3 separate regions of the Zea mays genome follow, and regions 1 and 3 are each linked to region 2. A link is a contact called in public Hi-C data. All regions are on one chromosome and are shown on one strand. Each heading gives the region's core, a stretch centred on a gene start, on an enhancer-like site or on the middle of the called end of the contact. The rest is flanking DNA. Distances are from core to core; before and after follow the strand shown. Region 1 holds the start of LOC100283194. Region 2 holds the start of LOC100274026. Region 3 holds the start of LOC100280413.

Region 1 (3,209 bases), core at 280-2,779, 150 kb after region 2:
GCCGTTGGCTAGCTGGGCACACCGGACTGGCCGGCGCTCCGCAAGGACGGTCCGGTGAATTATAGTCGATGCAAGCTAAAATTCTCGAGAGCAGCCTATTCGACGGACCATGCACTGAACTGTCCGGTGGGTGGCATCGAACTGTCCGGTGGGTGGCCGGTGCAGTGCAGACCAGTCCATCTTCTCCTTTTTAATCTAAGTCTCTTTTGCTCCTTTTGGCTTTACTTCATAAAGTCCCTAACACTTAGACAAGTATGATTAACACACAAAACATTTGAGTGAGTGTCTAGAGCTTACATTTTTCCCTTGATACCATATAGATTTGTATTTTGCCCTTTTCTAAGCTCAATTTGCTTTACGTTCCTATGCTCATTGTTCATGTTGGATGATGTTAGTCTTAATGTAATGTGTTGGTAGTTAATCACCAAAATAAAATAGAAGTGGCTCATTTCTTTTTCAGATACACATGTTCTTATGACTGATATTTATAAAGGGCACTTCTTTGCAATTCTAATGATTGATATTTTGCAGGTTTTATGCCATGCGGTTTAAATGAGGTAACCAGTCTAACACGCCGCTTGAAGAACATAGATATGTGCAGGTAATAAGCATTTACGAATAGTTTGTGTTACGTTGCAACGTACTGGCACCATACTAGTTTATCAAATATATAGCCGGAATCGTTTCCACCTATCAGTGGAGACGATAAATTTCGACGGTTACCGTCCAGTTCATGCTCGAGTCTCGCCTAATCTATCATCCATGCCATCTCGACATCCCCACGCTAAAGATGACCAAATGAGCTGTGTATGACGGGCCGGCCCGAATCACGACACATTTAATAGTGTCGGGTCAGGCCCGGCATGAGAGCCGTGTCGTGCTTGGACTGGTGCTTCGGCCCGTAATGCCAGTCCGGCCCGACACGATTATATTTTTTATTTTACAAAAAATAGTATACATATATTTAGATTTTATATTCACTATTTACAACAATCACATCGAAGTTCTACCAGTTAGCTTCATTTATGTAGCGTCTCTCAGCCTTGTTTCCTAACCTTGGTCCACGAGGGTGCGAGTTTATACCCTTCTCTCGCACTAGAATTTCACTACTTTCTAATTTAATCAGATAATTTGAACAGATTAACGGACCAACCTAACACGACTAACCACCGACGTGCCTAGACCGTGGTTGCTGCACGCGAGCCGGTGAGACATGACCCGATTAGGCCCTGTTTGGGAACAAAGTTTTTGAAAACCACAGTTTTTGAAATACTACAGTATACTTTAGTCATGACAATACCACAGTTTACAATACCGCAGTTTTGAAAACTGAGGTCCAGAGCTAAGTTTAGAATGCCTTAAAACAACTATAGTATTTGCAATATTTCAGTTTTGAAAACAGAGATTTTAGCTAGCTTGCCAAACACTATTCTATATATAATACTGCAGTATTTTCTCCCAAAACTGTGAAAAAACTTCACTCCCAAGCACCCCCTTAACTGTCGAGCCCGACCGGAGAGGCCGCCCCCATTGGACAACTGTACCCCACGCCCTCTCGCTGCGTTTCCCAGTTTCCCTTCTTTTAGATAAGCAGCGCAGACCCCTACCCTCGCTCGCGTCTCCCTATCCATTCCCAAATAATCCCCACCTCCCGCTGCTGCTCCGCCGCCCGCCATGGCCTCCCTCACCTCGGCGTCCACTTCACTCCTCTTCCCGCAGGCCTCCTCATCCAGGAGCCGCATCCGTCTCTCCACCCCCCTGGGCTTCTCCGCGCAGCCTGCGCGGCTGCGGAGCCAGGGGGCGGCAGTGGGCGCGCGGCGGCGCGGGCGCCTGCTGGTGGTGCGCGCGGCGAGGGGCAAGTTCGAGCGCACCAAACCACACGTCAACATAGGCACCATCGGCCATGTCGACCACGGAAAGACCACTCTCACCGCCGCGCTCACCATGGTGCTCGCCTCCGTCGGTGGCAGCGCGCCTAAGAAGTACGACGAGATCGACGCCGCCCCCGAGGAGCGCGCCCGCGGTATCACCATCAACACCGCCACCGTCGAGTACGAGACCGAGACCCGCCACTACGCACACGTCGACTGCCCCGGCCACGCCGACTATGTCAAGAATATGATCACCGGCGCTGCGCAGATGGACGGTGCCATCCTCGTCGTATCCGGTGCCGACGGGCCCATGCCGCAGACCAAAGAGCACATCCTCCTCGCCAAGCAAGTCGGTGTTCCCAAGATCGTTGTCTTCCTCAACAAGAAGGACATGGTCGACGACGAGGAGCTGCTCGAGCTCGTCGAGCTCGAGGTCCGCGAGCTGCTCAGCAACTACGAGTACGACGGCGACGACGTACCAATCGTCGCTGGCTCCGCCCTCAAGGCGCTCGAGGCTCTCATGGTCAACCCTGCCCTGAAGCGCGGCGACGATGAGTGGGTCGACTACATCTTCTCGTTGGTTGATAAAGTGGATTCCTATATTCCAGTCCCGCAGAGGCAGACTGACCTCCCGTTCTTGCTCGCTGTTGAAGATGTCTTCTCCATCACCGGTCGTGGTACAGTTGCCACTGGCCGTATAGAGCGTGGCACCGTCAAGATTGGTGACACAGTCGATATCGTCGGAATCCGGGACACCCGGAACTGCACGGTCACTGGTGTTGAGATGTTCCAGAAGACCATGGATGATGCCATGGCCGGAGACAATGTTGGGCTGCTGCTCCGTGGTATGCAGAAGGATGACATTGAAAGAGGCATGGTGCTGGCAAAGCCTGGCTCTATCACACCGCACACCAAGTTTGAGGCTGTTGTGTATGTGCTTAAGAAGGAAGAGGGTGGCCGACACTCACCTTTCTTCCCTGGTTACCGCCCACAGTTCTACATGCGGACAACTGATGTGACAGGGAGTGTGACTACGATTATGAATGACAAGGATGAGGAGGCGAAGATGTGCATGCCTGGTGACCGTATCAAAATGATTGTTCAGCTCATCCAGCCTGTTGCTTGTGAGCAGGGTATGAGGTTTGCTATCCGTGAGGGTGGTAAGACCGTTGGTGCCGGTGTCATCAACAAAATCATTGAGTAAACTGGATATAACATATCCACCATGAGAATTTTCCTTGTTTACTCAAAGCGACATGCTCCGTAGTTGTTATTATGTGGTGAGTTTTAGGGGTTGCTCATGTGCAATTGTAGTATGACACTTTTTTTTTGTCAAGT
Region 2 (3,664 bases), core at 244-2,743:
CCCAAACCATGATCTTTGTCTTTTTTCCCCTACTTACCCTTAACTCCACTGTCTTTATTTTACCCTTTCGGTCTTTTTTCCTATCCTTGTTTGTTGTGGGTTTCATCTCTAGCCTATCCCAACTTGTTTGGGACAAAAGGCTATGTTGTTGTTGTTGCACTGTTTCCATACCATTAAGAATGACAGGGATAGCAATAACATGCACCCTTCACAAACATCCAATAGCTTTATAAAAGATCTAAATAAACTATAAGTGTCTCTCACTTGACTTCGGGCTACACTTAAGTAAGTCACCATGAAATGCTGTATCACTATCAACTATCCAATGGCACCAATATCTAAACCTCATATTCACAGCAGGTAGATCAGCTTGCTGGACACATAATAAATGAACTGACAAAAACGCAGCAGGTTTTTCCATAACAAATGCAGAAACACATTGGTTTCTCAGCTGAATGTCCAAATGCACCAGTTACTATATTTCAAGATTCAACCATCAACCTGCCAAACAGAAACACTAAACAAGTATACTAAGCATGTCAATCTACCTATGGCCACCCAAAAAGATTGCAGATTAATTTTCCCAAATAAAATAAATAAGATTGCAGATTCAACATCCTGATGAAATTCGATCATCATGCTTGTGTTCACCAGCTAGTCTGGAGACTGGGTGTGTATAACTCTACCAGCAATTAGACCAGTAGGTTCAGTAACGTTGTCACAGTATCTATAAGCTTAGCACATTTAGCCGTATGCACATATTAGCTGGCCTGCCAGCGTGCCACACACTGCATTATTACTTGTAGAGCAATACATGGAATTCTCCATACCTTGAGACTCTCCACGACGCCAGGAACGACCTCATGCTCGAGCCCCGAGTACTCGCCCTCACTGTTCTCCCGAATGACGACGATGTCCACGTTGTCGTGCCTGGTAGGCAGGCCAGGGAGGTTGAAACAGTTGACGAGCGCGGCGTAGAGGTCGAGCTCCTTCCGGAGCTGCACGTTGAGGGAGGACACACCACCGCCTACGGGGGTGGCGAGGCCGCCCTTGAGGCAGACCTTGTTGCGGCGGATGGACTCGATGACCTCGGCGGGGACCGTGGGCATGTCGCCGTGGACCTCGTACGTCTCGAAATAGACCGGCGCGTGCATCGCCTCCATCACCTGCCGCACGGCGCCCGTGACGAGGGGCCCGATGCCGTCGCCCGGGATGAGGGTGACGCCGCGCGGAGCGCCGTCCCCCGGGCGGGGCATGTAGGTGACGGTGCGGCGGGATACGGCGTCGGCTAGGGGAGTGGGGAGGGAAGGTGACGGGGCGAGAAGGCGGCGTAGGAGAGGGGTCGACCGCCGCGCCATGGTCGCGGGCTGGGCCGCTAGGGTTCCAGGGTGGATGCGATCGGGAGTGGGAGAGGGAGGACGAAGGCTGCGGCAGCGACCAGCGACGATACCCGAGACAGGGACGAGCTTTTTACTATTTTGTCACTATGAAACGATGGCTTCTCTGTAATGTCATGTTCGCCACATACTTCTCTAAAACGTTTCTCTCAGCTGCTGGACTTCTCTCAAATGTCATTATACACTGTCTCTCAGCTTCTAATGAACCAACAGGTACATAAAATGTCTATTTTGTCCCTGACTTCTCTCAAACAATATTTAACATACAACCTGTCATATATTTAACACAAAATGAGCTGAAAACAACAAAAATAGAATTTGGGCAACTACATAGCATTCATCCATTGATCATAAGTATAATTAGCATCCATATGAGTGTATTGGGCATTATAATTACAAAATAAGGGCACATCCAAGTTGCATGAGTGCACATCAGAGTTGCAAAATAAATGCACTTTAGTGCACATCATAGTTACAAAATAACCTCACACGTCAAGAACCAACACTAGTTTCACTTCTAACATGTCAGATATCTAAGCTTCTTTTTGCTCTTTTTGGAGTCATCTTCTTCGTGAGTGTACTAGGTTGTACAGTTGGAGGAGAAATATCCTGAGATGCTCCTTCTTCCATCAACAAAGCAAGACGTCTACACATGTAACATTTTATCTTTCAAAGTTGTACCCATGAAAACTAATTATGCATGAACAGAACTAGTAAAATTTCTTACCCTCTTGTCACAATTCCAGGACTCTCTTGCATGATTTGCTCCCTTGTTGGAACAGGACTACCTGGTAACAAATCTTTAGGTGTCCATCCTTTGGTTGTGTTTTTTCTTATCTTTCTCTTCCTGCATTGGTAGAAATACTTAATAAAAATAAACAAGCTTAAGAAAATAATGAAAAAGTTACCTTTTCTTAGTTCCATTGAGCGAACATTTGTAGCTAGATTTCCTATGTCCAAACTCTCCACAACCAGAACATCGTGCTTTGCCTCTAATCATTTTTTTAGTCTTCTCATTCTCATTCTCAGATATATTTGGACCAGATTTTGATCCACCACTTCCACCTTCGAGACAACCTTTTATCCTATTTTTCTTTTGCCTCCCAACACTCCTTTTACTAAGTGGTGCAGCAATCTCAATTGGCAAGTCTAATTTAGGCCACTTGTCCTTGTGAGGAATTGGCTCAATCATTCTTGCATATGCATTTCTAAACTTCTGCACAGAGTAATATTCATGTACAAAGTCTTCCATTTTGACATCTCTAGCCTTTTGAGCTGTTATCAAGGCCAAAGCATGTTGACATGGCTTACCAGTGTGCTGCCACTCAAGACATGAACACTCATGCAATTGTGCCTTCACCACAAACCGATGGTTACAATTATCCCATACCTCAGCAGTAAAGTGGTCGTATTTAACAACAGATAAGTGTCCTAGTCCTCTAGTTTTGGCTCTCAATATTGCTAGGACAGCCGGTAGTATCTTTCCATCGAGTTTTTCTCCAATTTCTCTCCTCCGGTACATAAGAAGACCAATCATCTCTCGAATCTTATCAGCAAGGTCCGCCACGGGTAAGTCCTTTATATCTTTGATCCAATTGTTAAAAACTTCAGCTACATTATTTGTGACATAATCACACTTAATGTTGGGATTGAAATCTGATCTCATCCACTTTAACTTATGATGCTTCTTCAACCACAACTTAGCATCAGGAATACCCCTATAAATAATATCCAAATGTTTCTCATAAGCTTCTTTGTCATATGCTCTTGCAGCAGGCCACATATGTCCACCACTTTCACCACTATATCTCTTTATAAAATTCTGCATTAGATGTCTAAAACATTCCCTTTGTTCAGCTTGTGGAAACACTTGCCCAACAGCAATCTCAAGACCTTTACAAGCATCTGTGCAAATAGCAAGTAAAGGACATTCTCCTAAAGCCTTTTTCAGTTGAGTCATAAACCAAACCCAATTCTCTGTCGTTTCAGAGTCAATGAATCCAAATGCAAGTGAAAACATCTAGTTATGACCATCCACGCCCGTTGCTGCAGCTAGATGACCATTCCAGCGACCATTTAGGGCGGTAGAGTCAATACCAAGCCACGGTCTACAACCAGATTTGAACCCCTCAATACAAGGACCAAGTGCACAAAAAAATCGGTGAAAATATACCCTACCACTAACCACCTTACAGTCAATCTCAACAACACTATCAGGTGACCTTTTTAAAATTTCTGCCTTCCACGAGCCACACAACAAATCCAAT
Region 3 (3,439 bases), core at 24-2,523, 240 kb after region 2:
AGATTTGCATTGGCAACAAGAGACGCTGATGGCAGATAATTACAGCGAGATGTGAGATTATCTCCAACAGCAAAAACATAATGCCCATTCTTGTCATCTTCTCTCAGAGGAGGGGAACCATCATGAGGCTGCTCTTGGTTGACTTGAGAAGAAACACAACCTGAAGATAGGCCCAACACTGCAGCACTGAAGGCATTCACAACTTCTTGTCCACAAAGTGCAAACTGAACATGGAGAGACAAACCAATAAATTTTCCAATGAACTGAGTTATTAAGCAACCAAATCACCAAAGCATCATGCCGCAGCCGGTTTATACAATAGCAATATAGAAAGGGAAGTGTTTCATGTCTCAAAACATTGTGCAAAATCATTAACAAGTACATAAGTTCTTATGGCACAGCGGTGACTACATAAAACTGCTTGTAACAATAAATGAATAATTTACTTTAATCCTATAGTTCCTAAATTAACATCTACAGAGCACAACACAGGACAGACAGATTATTGGGTTTTTTTTAAGGTGGTGCTCTCGGTTTTGCTGGTGTGCTCATTTTTACCCTTAGTCGTGTTTTTTTGCTCAGTTTTGCCCTTTGCCCTTCCAGTGCTATAGAAGGGAAGGGCAAAACTGAGAAAAAACACAACTAAGGGTAAAAATGGGCACACCAGCGAAACCGAGGGTACCAGCTTAAAAAACCATTATTATAAATACAAAAAAAGGTATAATAAATAATGAAAAATATATGATTGTACAGACTATAACATGACAATCCTAACAACAATATTGACCACCGGTCACCCATCACACGATGAATAAATCAACCACCTAACCCTAGCCATCATAAGCTGAACAAATCAACCACTTGACCCTAGCAATCGTATTAAATCTGCGAGTAATATGATAGATCGACAACAGAGCGAGTCAATCTACGGTTACCAGTACTGCTATTCTACAGATCCACTATTAACCCTAGAACAACAGCACCAAAACGCGCTGCGCGTGGAAAATCGACATCCCAAACAATAGATCGGCAAGGGAAACGGAGACTGTAAATGAGATTATACCTGATTCATCTCGGCGGGGCCGACGTCCCAACCAAGCCGCGGCCGCGTAACCTGATACATCTCGGCGGGAACGACGTCCCACCCGAGCCGCTGCCGCTTGCGCGGTCGGCTGTCCAGCGTCGCGAGGGGCATATCGGTGACGCACTCCATCGTTCCCTCGAATCGGAGAGGCGAGGCAAAGAGTTGGCGGTGGCTGGATTGGTCTCGGCGTGGAGGCGAGAAACACGATTGATTCCGATGCGCTAACCCTAGCGGCCCCCGCCCTTTATGGCGAGGCGAGAGGGTGGTGGCGATAGGATCGGACACGAGCATACGGTGCTCGTGTATACCCAAAAACTAGCTGTGTCGCTGACGCTTTCGGTGGTAGTGGTTGGGTCCAGGCCCCATTGAAAAGCATTGGCCTACATGTCAGTGGATATTTATGAGAGCGTTGGCAAGCGCATCGGTGACAGAGGTTGCGTCTCTCGCGGGGAGTGGACCGCTCGTTGTGTATCCATTGCGAATCCTTTTGCCAGAGCGTCCAGCGAACTCGTTTGCTTGGGAGATATTTGCGATTTTGTGCGGCCTGCGGAGATACGTATTAGGTTTTCTTCAATGGACCTGGGGTTATGTTTGTTTCATCTCGTGCCACTAAAACGGGTGCGGACTATTAAACACTTAGCTTTTTAGTACGTTTTTATAATAATCAATTTAGTAAAAATCATATAAAACTAACATAAACACGTATTGAGCCAAATTGTTATAATAATAAGAATCTATCATTTTCTAATTTAATCATATACTACTCTATAAGACAATAGTGTAGACGTACACACACATTTTGGTGCACGGTTCTGCCTGCAGTCGTCCGCTCTCTCTCGCGCCCCCGACGCCCCGCGCATGGAAGGTCCGACCCCGCTCGCATCGCCATCCCCGCTCGGCTGCTCCTAGGAAGGAAGGGTGTCGTGCCCCACGCATGGAAGGTCCGACCCCGCCCGCATCGCTATCCCCGCGCGCCATCCCCGCTCGACTGCTCCAAGGAAGGAAGGGCATCGTGTGGAGGACCCGCCCCGCTCTCTGCACCCTCGACGCCCCGCCATCATGGAAGGTCCGACCCCGCCATCGCCATCCCTGCGCGCCTGCCCATCCCCGCATCACGCCCGGGAGGTACGCAGCCCCGTCCACTATTCCTCCGCCCCTGTCATCCCAACACCCCGGCCCAATCCACACCTTCTCCACGCTGCTATAAAAACCCCCTGTGCCCGCCATGCCCCCGCCTCGCCTTCCCCTCCATGCAGACGCATAGCCGCGGTGGTGCCGGCCGTCTCGGAGGCAGAAACTGCAATGCACCCCTTGTGTTTGAATAATTGTCTGTGTCATGTGCCAGAAGGAAGACCTAGGGTGCTATAAATGAGATTAATCATTACAAAAATAATCAGTCGGAGAGCATTTCAATGAGAGGAGGTGCATGCGATATTCGTAATTCACCTTGTGTTTATGTGATTTCTCTCTGCATATTTCTTTCTATATATCATTGCAGAATCAAAATCAGTGGGAAACTGAGAATCAAGAAAGGCAGGCATTTCAGCTCTTTCTGTACCCAAGCAGTACAGTTCTAGCACTAAACAATCATCTGGGAACAAGTTTCAAAGCATCAGCAGCGGAAGAGTTGCCCCATGGCTTGAGACTGGTGATGCAGTGGGTAATACTCATCTGATACTCTGAAGTCTTTCTGGTCCATATTGCACAGTTCCCTCTATGTTTCATGTTTGGATGAGTTTTGCTCTTGCCTGTTTTCTTCATTTAGTGAAAAATCGGGAATGGATACATAGAAATCAGGGAGAATTATGCTAACTTTTGAGTTCCTTTACTGTGATCCAATTATCGCTTATTAATTTCTCTCTGTATATGCAATCCACCAGCAAGTATGTACTTAGAATCAAGGGGAGAGGCTCGTGATTTTGCCAGGGTCCGGAATACCTGCTTTGAGCAGGTAAGCACTATAGCATTATGGATACTGAAGTCTACATTTGCAATTTACTTTACCTGTTCGATGAGGTCCATTTTTTTCATGAATAGAGTCCACTATCTGTAACATACTGTTTTTAAATTTGGTATATCTTATGAGTTGCTAAGGTATTCACATAAGGATACACCTGACAGGCTAGACAGGCTTACTTGGTTGGCAACAAGGCTCTTGCGAAGGAGCTCAGCATGAAGGGGCAGGCCTACAATGTGCAAATGAAAGCGGCTCATGAGATATATCTTACATAGAAACTTAGTGTGCCTTTATTTAGATATGTAGTGCATTTTAGTGAGTATCATATGTTGATCTGGTGTACTGTTACACGATTAGTTGACAATAGTTGCTCTCATCTAAAACTGAATATGTTTTGT

What was found. Hi-C and Micro-C count contacts between places; a contact is called where the count stands out from the background.
Region 1: a contact with region 2 is called in a Hi-C map of endosperm, with 3 times the contacts expected there. The contact joins the promoter of LOC100283194 here to the promoter of LOC100274026 in region 2. A contact is called at or near these places in 4 of 25 Hi-C or Micro-C datasets (ear, endosperm, leaf and 1 more).
Region 3: a contact with region 2 is called in a Hi-C map of leaf, with 8 times the contacts expected there. The contact joins the promoter of LOC100280413 here to the promoter of LOC100274026 in region 2. A contact is called at or near these places in 3 of 25 Hi-C or Micro-C datasets (ear, endosperm and leaf).

What each region holds. Positions count from the first base shown.
Region 1 is chr4:136,137,050-136,140,258 of Zm-B73-REFERENCE-NAM-5.0, forward strand. It overlaps LOC100283194, which reads left to right and starts at 1,530. Exons shown (of 1, transcript NM_001156096.2): 1 at 1,530-3,209. The coding sequence starts at 1,675. The coding sequence ends at 3,075.
Region 2 is chr4:135,990,680-135,994,343 of Zm-B73-REFERENCE-NAM-5.0, forward strand. LOC100274026 reads right to left here and starts at 1,494. Exons shown (of 4, transcript NM_001148411.1): 1 at 831-1,494. The coding sequence starts at 1,358. It overlaps LOC103653714, which reads right to left. Exons shown (of 4, transcript XR_004857824.1): 3 at 2,125-3,664; 4 at 1,710-2,043.
Region 3 is chr4:136,232,335-136,235,773 of Zm-B73-REFERENCE-NAM-5.0, forward strand. It overlaps LOC100280413, which reads right to left and starts at 1,274. Exons shown (of 12, transcript NM_001361074.1): 1 at 1,064-1,274; 2 at 44-224. The coding sequence starts at 1,213. It overlaps LOC103653715 (a long non-coding RNA gene), which reads left to right and starts at 1,941. Exons shown (of 3, transcript XR_002268777.2): 1 at 1,941-2,744; 2 at 2,965-3,035; 3 at 3,206-3,439.